Linked DNA regions of Mus musculus: region 1 is linked to region 2. The links are chromatin contacts, called in public HiChIP or PLAC-seq maps. All regions are on one chromosome and are shown on one strand. The core of a region is the stretch at or near the end of the contact, and the rest is flanking DNA. Distances in the headings are between cores, read along the strand shown.

Region 1 (4,053 bases), core at 1,511-4,010, 170 kb after region 2:
AACAAAAAAAGACAACCTCTGAGGTTGTAGACTTGAGCCACCGTACGCAAGGCTCTGGTCTTCATTTCTCTCTGCAAAAAATAAACTTAAATTTTGGTATAATTTTAAATTTACAGGAAAAACTGCAAAGAGACTCCAGAATTTAAACGCTCCCACCCCACCCCCATTCTTGCGCTGTCAGCATCTTTCAAGCCATGGGCAGCCAGAAATAAACACTGGTCTGCTGCCGGTCTACACTCTGGGCTTATATAGATTCCCCCCCCCCCCCCCCCCGCCCCGCCCCAGCTCCTCCTCCCAGGTTCTTTTTCTGTTCCAGAATCCAACCCGGGATCCCATGCTGTGTTTAGTGTCATTTCACAGATTTAGCTAGGAGCTTCCTGTTGCTGATAAAGGGGGGAACTCCTGGGGAACTCTTGTCTCTCTCAGTTGGGGATGTGTGTGTTTAGTAATCCCTTCCCCTGGATGCTGCTGCTATTCCAATCTGAGGAAGCTTAAGCACAGGGTAGGAACCTAAGACCTTAAAAAACACTCACACATCCTCCCTGCCCTCTTGTTGCTATAGCTTGTGTGAGCCCCTAGAGAGTGAGCCTGGGGCAGCGATTCTCAGCCAATCCAATAGGCAGTCATCGATTGAGTCTCTCCTGTGCACAAGGCCCTCAGGTAGATGTTAGCGGGGAAACTGTTTTTTACAAGGACCATATCCTACTTTTTAAGAAGCCAACATGCATTCAGAGAGAGAGAGACGGCTAGAGCCACGTGGGGGTGAGAGGCAGGTAGCAATGGTGTGAACAGAAACAAGGAGGTGCTTCCACCCGTGAGGGCTGAGAGGGTTTCTAGGGAAGCTGACTTTGAAACCAAGTCTTGAAAAGAGGGTAGAATTGTCCAGGGTAGAAGGAAGGAATTGTCCAGGGTGGAAGGGGGGGAAAAGGCTCAGAGATATAGACAGCAAGAGTCAGGTGTAGAGAACGGATAGCACAGGAGAGGGAAAGGCCCCCCCCCAACACCATCTAATAGACCGGCAGGAGATCAACCCCCACCCCAGCCCGCAGTGAGAGGCACCCAGATTTTCACACGAGTAAAATAAGAGGTGGGGAAGGGGCTGGTGGCAGCTTGTGGTCGCAGGATAAGCAGGGCAGAATGGAGTCACAGGGACGGAAAGGGAAGAGGTAGATGGAAATGATGGGACACAGATGGATGTGAACATGAGGATGAGACTGAATGGAGGGACAGTGACTGTAGCCATGGACCAGCAGGACAGACAGGAGCCGGCTGAGGTCATGGCTGCTGGAGGGGCTGGTTGAAGCAAGGGAATTTTGAGGTCAAAGGAATGCGAGATGCCAAGTGCAAGTATTGGTAACAATGTGTCACTGGGAAAGATTGGGAAAGGTCCCAGGCTTCCTGGTAGGTGTCTTGTTCCCAGTGGCTCTGAGTGACTGTACTCCGACAGAACTCAGTGAAGACCCTTATCTATCGAGAATCAAAGTGTGTTCTCCACCGATAGATGCCACTGATTGGACCCAACAGAAGTGTTCTCAAAGGGCTGGGGATGTAGCTCAGTTGGTAGAATGTTTGCCTGGCATGCATGCATCCACGTGTTTGACCCCCAGCAGTGCATAAACCAGGCGTGCAACCCCAGTGTTCTGGAGAGGGAGGGAGGCGGCTCAATTCAAGGTCACCCTCAGCTATGGAGTGAGTTCGAACCCTGTCTCCAAAAACCAAAGAATAGAACAGAAAAGCGTGGTGTGTTCCCAGCTCCTAACCTCTGAGTGAAACCACTCAGAAAAGTCCTGTCACAACCAGGCGGCCCCATTTTCCAGCCCCTCATCTACGTTGGCCTATTTTTCAGCCTCAAATTTCTCTCCACAGTGGCTCTGCCCAGCCTCCCCTCCCTCCCCTTACTACAGCCTGTGATGCTCAGGGTTTGCCCTGTCACCCCTTTGGGGAACTCACCACACTGATTCCGCTCAGTGCCCAGGTCTGTGGTTCGCCAGCTACAACAATGATAGGGAATATCTCCCGCTGTTCCAGAGAGCCCACCTGGTAAATTTAAAAGCTCAAGATTTCTGCTTTTAATTTAAAAGGTAGTGCTTGTATGTGTCCATTTTAGGAATGTTTGTGATTGGATTGCTAGGGTTAGCTTTAGGATGAGTTTTGGTCATTGGAGAGTCCTGCAGTGTATTCCAGGCTGGCCTCCAAAAACCCACAGGCCTTTCCCAGCCTCCTGAATGCACCCCGTGCCCACAGTCTGACTCTGAGTTCTTCTCGGGACTGAAACTGTTTTCAGTCCTTCCTTGCCTGGGGATGGTTTCTGCCAGAGCCCTCGCTTTATACATTCATTTATTCATTCAGGCCGTGCAATCAATTATCAAAGCTGGATAGCGCCAGGCACTGCTGAGGGACCGCAGCCACCGTGGGGACACGGTGGGGAGGCATGAAACACTGTGAAACAGTCGTCTCATTTCTGTGGGAATCAGAGAGGATCCTCGAGGGAGCTTTCCTCACTGTGGGGCCACCGGGGCCTTGTCTAGCTCGTGGTAATCATGCGGGGATGCCCAGGTATTGAGCCTGTCAAAGCTTGTCCTCCAGAGACTTACTTCTCTGCTAGCTCTGACACCATCCCACCGTAGCAGCACAGCAATGTGCCAGGAGTTGAGCAGCCCTGAGATCCTCCTGAAAGTCCCGGGCCGGCCGCAGGAAGGCGGGGCCTCGGTGGGCGGTGTCGCTTGAAGGGGCGGGGCTGGCGCTAAAACTGGGGCTAAGGAGACGGAAGCCGGTGGGGACGGGAAGGACCTGGAGGGAAAGTCCTGAGCGGGACGCAAGAGGCGGGGCGTGAGCTTCTGAGTCCTTCCAGTTCCTGTGACCTCCTCAGCGAGGAGTGACAGCCTCACCGACCAGAGCAATGGGTGAAAATGTCCCTCAGGGCCCCTTAGATTGGAGTGGGAAGGGGGAGGCCGACGAGTGCTCCCACTCGCTTACTTGAGCTGGTGGAGTGGACGCTCATCGCCCTCTCCCAGGCTCAGTGGGCAGCACTGGGATCTAGCAGAGCCAGACTCGGGGCTCCTGATGGCCGCTGAGTCCTAGGCTGCTATTTGGGGTTGCTCTTTGGGTCCAACAGCAGCAGAAGGTCAGCTCTGGAGCACATCTGACTTGAAGAGGCCCAGATGGAGCCCTGGAGTCAAGCTGACTCTCTCCCCCTCTCCTTCCTCCCCTTCTCCCTTTCCTGTGCCTCAGTTTCGTGATCTGTGCACTGAGAACAGCAGTGGCCCAACTCTCCAACTCACGGTGTATAGATAGATAGATAGATAGATAGATAGAGTATAAAGTGTCTGGCATCGGCTCCGAAGGTATAGGAAAAGCTGGCCACGGTGATCTCCCAGTTTCGATTTCCAAGGGTTCAGTTTCCTAAGGTCCAAAATGTGAGGGCACAGACCAGTTTTGAGCAGCATGGTACTCTGAGTAGTGTCTTAAAACCCTCAGCCATTTTACTGTATGTAGCTTTAGCTGGCTTGGAACTCCCTAGACCAGCCTATCCTTAAGTGGCCGAAATCCTCCTGCCTCTACCTCCTCAGGACTAGGCTAGGCTTATAGGTGTGATTAATACACTTGGTTCTCATAATAATATTTTAGAGTCAGTGCTGCACAAATTGTAGTATATTTGTTTTATTTTGTTGATTTGAAGTTTTATGAGACAATGTTTTATCGTCTATCCATGTCTACCTTTTAAGGGCTGGGATAACAGGCATGTATAATTATTGTTATAGGTAGCATTCAGTGTATGGGGTCTGTTACTGCTTGAAGTTTCAGGTATCTACAGGGGCTCTTGGAATGGGTCCCATATAGTTATGAGGCATTATTCTCTATTTGCTCCTGTTTAACAGAAAGGGAAACTGAAGATGGAGAGGTTTTAGGCAAGCCAAGGTCATACAGCCCACAAGTGTCAGGGTTCAAGCCGGCAGCCCCCAACCTACTCCTTCCAGTTCTGCCCTAAAAACCAATGAGCTATATCCTGAAAAACCTATTCAGATCTTTCTCATCCAGGGGACCCAAGCTGTC
Region 2 (4,328 bases), core at 232-2,731:
CGCACAGCCTGTGGTGGGGAACTCTGGACACTCAGCAGCATTCTCCTTGATCACCCATGGGGTAGGGACAGCAAGACCTAAGCTGAATACTCCCAGGACCCCCCCCCCATGCAGTTTACAAAGTCCAGGCAAAGCGCACCTCACCTCACCTCTCCAGAGCACCCCTCCCGAGGCTACACTGAGGATGAGTAAACCGGCTGCCCCAGTTTCCTGACTCACACGAGCAGTGATTACTTCCTCTAGATAAGGACCACGCCTTCCCCCCTCCTCCCAGCTCTCTGCTCCTTCCCACAGTGGCTCTGGGGCTCACCTGGGAACCTCAGCTCCCAGGACCCCTCAGGATCTTCATGTATCCCTTCCCACCGACCACACTGGCCATCCGCAGGTGTCTCTACATGGCCCATCTGACCAGACAGCTCCTGGTCACCAGGGAAGATCAAACTCTTCGTCTGGATACCTGGATCACTCTGTGAGCACCCAGTCTTACACCCAGGCAGCTGCTCATCTGACATGTAGGGACAGAGGACATCAGAGTGTCTGTTCCCTGGCTGTCCCAGGGCCAGAACTTCTTTGCACCCACCTTCCACCCATTCTCCTAGCCTCTGGCTTCCAAGGCCACTCAACCTCTGCTCTCTCTACTCTCAAGCCGGCCATCAGGGCACCATCTGTCTCCCTGCTGCTCACTCTCCTGCAGGTCCTAAGTTCTGGAAGGAGAAGAGCCCTTCAAGAGCGAGGCACAGACATTCCTCAAGCCCACACCAGTAGAAATGGAGGTACAGTAGAAGTGGTGGGGGATCCTGGGCACTCAGAGACTTCTGCCCCCTTCACAGTTCACAGCTAACTCTGGCAGGTCGCCACCTCCCCTCACCATCAGTGAGAGAGAGAGAGAGCAGTGAGCACAGGGTGAACCAAGCAATTTTCCAGACCTGGTGGGGCTCGGCAAGCCAATTTGAACACAGAATAAACCTCTGGCCTCTGCCAGGGGGGCATGGCAAACAGTGTGAGCACAGGAGCTGGCCCCGCCCCCACTGTGAGCAAGAGAGCATGGCTGGGCCAGAGATGCCGCGCTCTGCTGCCAATTCCCGGCTCAGCAGAAAGCCTCCATTTTGCAGGGAGAAATTAATGAGAGGGAGAAGCCTGGGAAATTACGAGTTGCCACCTGCAATTTCTCTCTCCAAGGAAAGCGGCACGATGGCTGATTAAAGCTGCAGCCGCCCTGCCAGGCTGGGCCAGCAGCTGAGCATAGTCCACCTGCTAAGAGGCAGGTGGGGAGCAACAAGGGGGACAAGTAGGGGACCCCCACACTCAGGCAGCTTCTCCCGGGAACTCTGAAGAGGGGAAGCCTCCAGAAGGGAAATGTCCTTCTCCTTCTATTAGCCATAAAAACGAATGATTCACAGGCCACCTTGGTGACCTTCGGTGCCCTGTGGATTATGGGAGACACACCTCTGGCTGAGCTCCGAATCAAATCAAATCAAATCAGCAGATGGGAGCAGGGAAATGTCACCGTTGGAGGGAACCTCCCTTGTGCCCGAGGCTGCACCGGACACCTTAGTCACTGTTGCTGTCCTCCTCAAAGAGAGGACAGTATACTTGTTTGGATGTTTCAGATGAGGAACCCAGGCCTGAGCACCGACTGGAGTCATATAATGGCAAAGGTGGGCCTTAGTGACAACACAGGAAAGCTCCTGTTAAGCTGCAGGACAGTCACACCGCACAGCCCCTGCCACAGCTATGACATACATCTGGGGCCAGTCACACACAACTAGGGATCCCAGCCACCGTCCTTCCCTGGGTGGTCAGGTTAAGAATGGCCTCTGGTCACCACCTGAGACTCACCTACTCCAGTCCAGCCACAGTTCCGGAGGTGAGTAGTGTGAACTGTCTTGATAAAATCTAGAATCGCCTGAAAGCGCAGCCTCTGGGCATGTCTGTGGTGGTTATCTTGATTATTGGATAGGGGGGAAAACCCCATTTTAGCTGTGGCCAGGACCATTTCCTGGTCAGGAGAGCCTGGACTGGGTAAACCAGAGAAACCCAACTGCGCACATGTGTGGATTCACCTCCCTGTCTCCTGATTATGGACAGAATATGACCAGCTTCTTCAATCTTGACTTCCTACCTTGAACTGGGAGCCAGAACAAACCGTTTCTCCCCCCAATAGCCTTTGCCAGATTATTTTATCATGGTAACAGAAAAAGAACTAAGACTATTCCCAATATCCAGTCTTCCATCCACACGCAGGATCTGAACCAAGGACCTGCAAGGAGGATGACTGCCCGGCCACTACGTGAGGAATCTGCCGCATCTACGCACACCGAAGCTGGACCACTCCTCCAGGAGCCCACTGATTGATCTCCTGGTGCCTCAGATCCCAGCCCTCACTAGGATGTGAATTTAGACTAAAGTGTGGAGAACTGGTATCAGCCTCATGCCTCCCTGTCTAGGGTCTGTGCATTCTGAAGACTGGACTCAACTTCTGACTCTGGAGCTGGTGGAGCACAGGTGTAGAAGCCCATAGGGATGAGAATCTAGCAGCTCTGGCCCTGCCAGTGCTGGGCACATAAAATGCCATCGTTGTAGAAATCTAGACCTCCCGAGCAGGCTCTTACATTAGCTGCTGTTCATAGATAAGCCAGAGACCTCCAAGGTGGATTTTGATGGCTCTCCCTTGCCCATCGATGACCCTAGGCTGGACCCACAGACTCTTTGAGCCCCAGTCAGGTCAGCTGGGAAGCATTGTGCAGTGCCATCCTCCAGGAAGTGAACTTTGAGGCACCAGCTATCTTCCAGCTCCCTGGCCCTGGCCGTATATTATAATAATGGCCTTGGCCAATAGGGGCGCAAGCTATTAGAATGAGTTAAGACCAGATTAATCTGCTTAAAAAAATATGCCTGGTTTTTATGCTGTGCATTCCCTCCTAACAACTCAGGCTCCTTCCAGGCCATTATCTCGTTTTATCGTTAATTCAATTCCATAAACATGTATTAAGTGTCTATTATGTGTAGAGCCCTGGTCTGGTAGTTGGGGTGGGGTGGAGGCCCATGGGGGGGGGGGGACCACTCAGGTGTCTAGTGTCTGGCCAGGAACCCATCTGACCTTCAGGCCCTGCTGCTGAAACTGGAGGCAGTGTGAGACAGCTCAGAGCACAGTGAAGCCATAGTCAGTGTGCTGGTGTTTCCTGAAGGGCAGTGAGGAGCGGGGATGGAGAGAGCAGCGTCTCACAGCGTAAGGCCTACTGTGTTCAGGCTTAGTAATGTACTTTATATCCTTCTGACCACTCAGGGACAAGCACTGACATCTCCTAGCTAGTTTACTGGAGGACCCAGAATACCCTGGACACACTCAAAAATCAAACCTCATAGCCTAGACTTCAGCTTTAAAAAAAAAAAAAAAAGATTTATCTCGGGAGGCAGAGGCAGGCAGATTTCTGAGTTCGAGGCCAGCCTGGTCTACAAATTGAGTTCCAGAACAGCCATGGCTATACAGAGAAACCCTGTCTCGAAAAACCAGAAAAAAAAAAAAGATTTATTATGGTTATTTCTTTTGTATGGGTGGACACACGTGTCACAGGACAAGTTAGAAGAATCGGCTCTCTCCTTCCAATACAAGAGTCCAGAGAACCACACTCAGTGTCTGGCTTGACCTGCTGAGCCTCTATTTCAACTTCTACAGAGCTGTATGACCCAAAGTTTGTGTAGGCACAAAACATTTAGGAATGAATAAATGAATGAAAAAACAAACCAATGAATACACACACACTCATATGTACACATATACACACACTCACATATACATACACACACACTCATACACATGCTCACCACACACATACCACATACAAATATACATTTTTCTTTCTCTCAAGTGCATACACATACACAGTCACACATATACACACACACACACTCACACACATGCTCACCACACAAATACACCACAAATACTCTCTCCAGTACATACACACACACACACACACACACACACACACACATATTCTCTCTCTCTCAAGTACACACACACCCCACGTACTCCCCAACTCTCACACAGAGATACACACACACACACACACACACACACACACACACACACTGAGCCTCCCCACACTCCGCTGAGTTTGAGCCCTCTGATGGGAAGCAGGGAGGAGGTGAGGAAAGCACAGAGCACTGTCTCCCTGTGGAAGCCGGATGAGGAATTCCTCAGACCTGGTCCAAATCTTGGCACTGCCTCATCCCAGCCAGCTCTCTGAGCCTTAATGAAAACAAACAGATTGGTCCTGCCCACAGCCGTGGGAGCAGCCCAAGTATGTCCACAAAGGCCTGGGAGT

Evidence for each region. HiChIP or PLAC-seq counts read pairs in DNA pulled down with a chosen protein or histone mark.
Region 1: an H3K4me3 HiChIP or PLAC-seq map of embryonic basal ganglia shows a contact between it and region 2, with 2.1 times the contacts expected there. The contact joins the promoter of Serhl here to the enhancer-like site in region 2. A contact is called at or near these places in 2 of 39 promoter capture datasets (cranial neural crest and hippocampal neurons), 1 of 484 Hi-C or Micro-C datasets (forebrain), 6 of 115 datasets of contacts at active chromatin or transcription factors (embryonic basal ganglia, embryonic midbrain, embryonic stem cells and 3 more) and 2 of 9 other capture datasets (adipose tissue and liver).

The regions. Positions count from the first base shown.
Region 1 is chr15:83,097,445-83,101,497 of GRCm38.p6, forward strand. It overlaps Serhl (serine hydrolase-like), which reads left to right and starts at 2,761. Exons shown (of 12, transcript NM_023475.3): 1 at 2,761-2,903. The coding sequence starts at 2,900.
Region 2 is chr15:82,928,785-82,933,112 of GRCm38.p6, forward strand. It overlaps a transcript of Tcf20 not described here. Among named protein-coding and RNA genes, the nearest start is that of Tcf20, 19 kb to the left of the region's middle. Within about 2 kb of position 1,482, at least 31 of the 459 cell types and tissues checked have an H3K27ac peak or open chromatin away from gene starts, as enhancers often do. A contact at or near this core is called in embryonic basal ganglia, where this site is marked.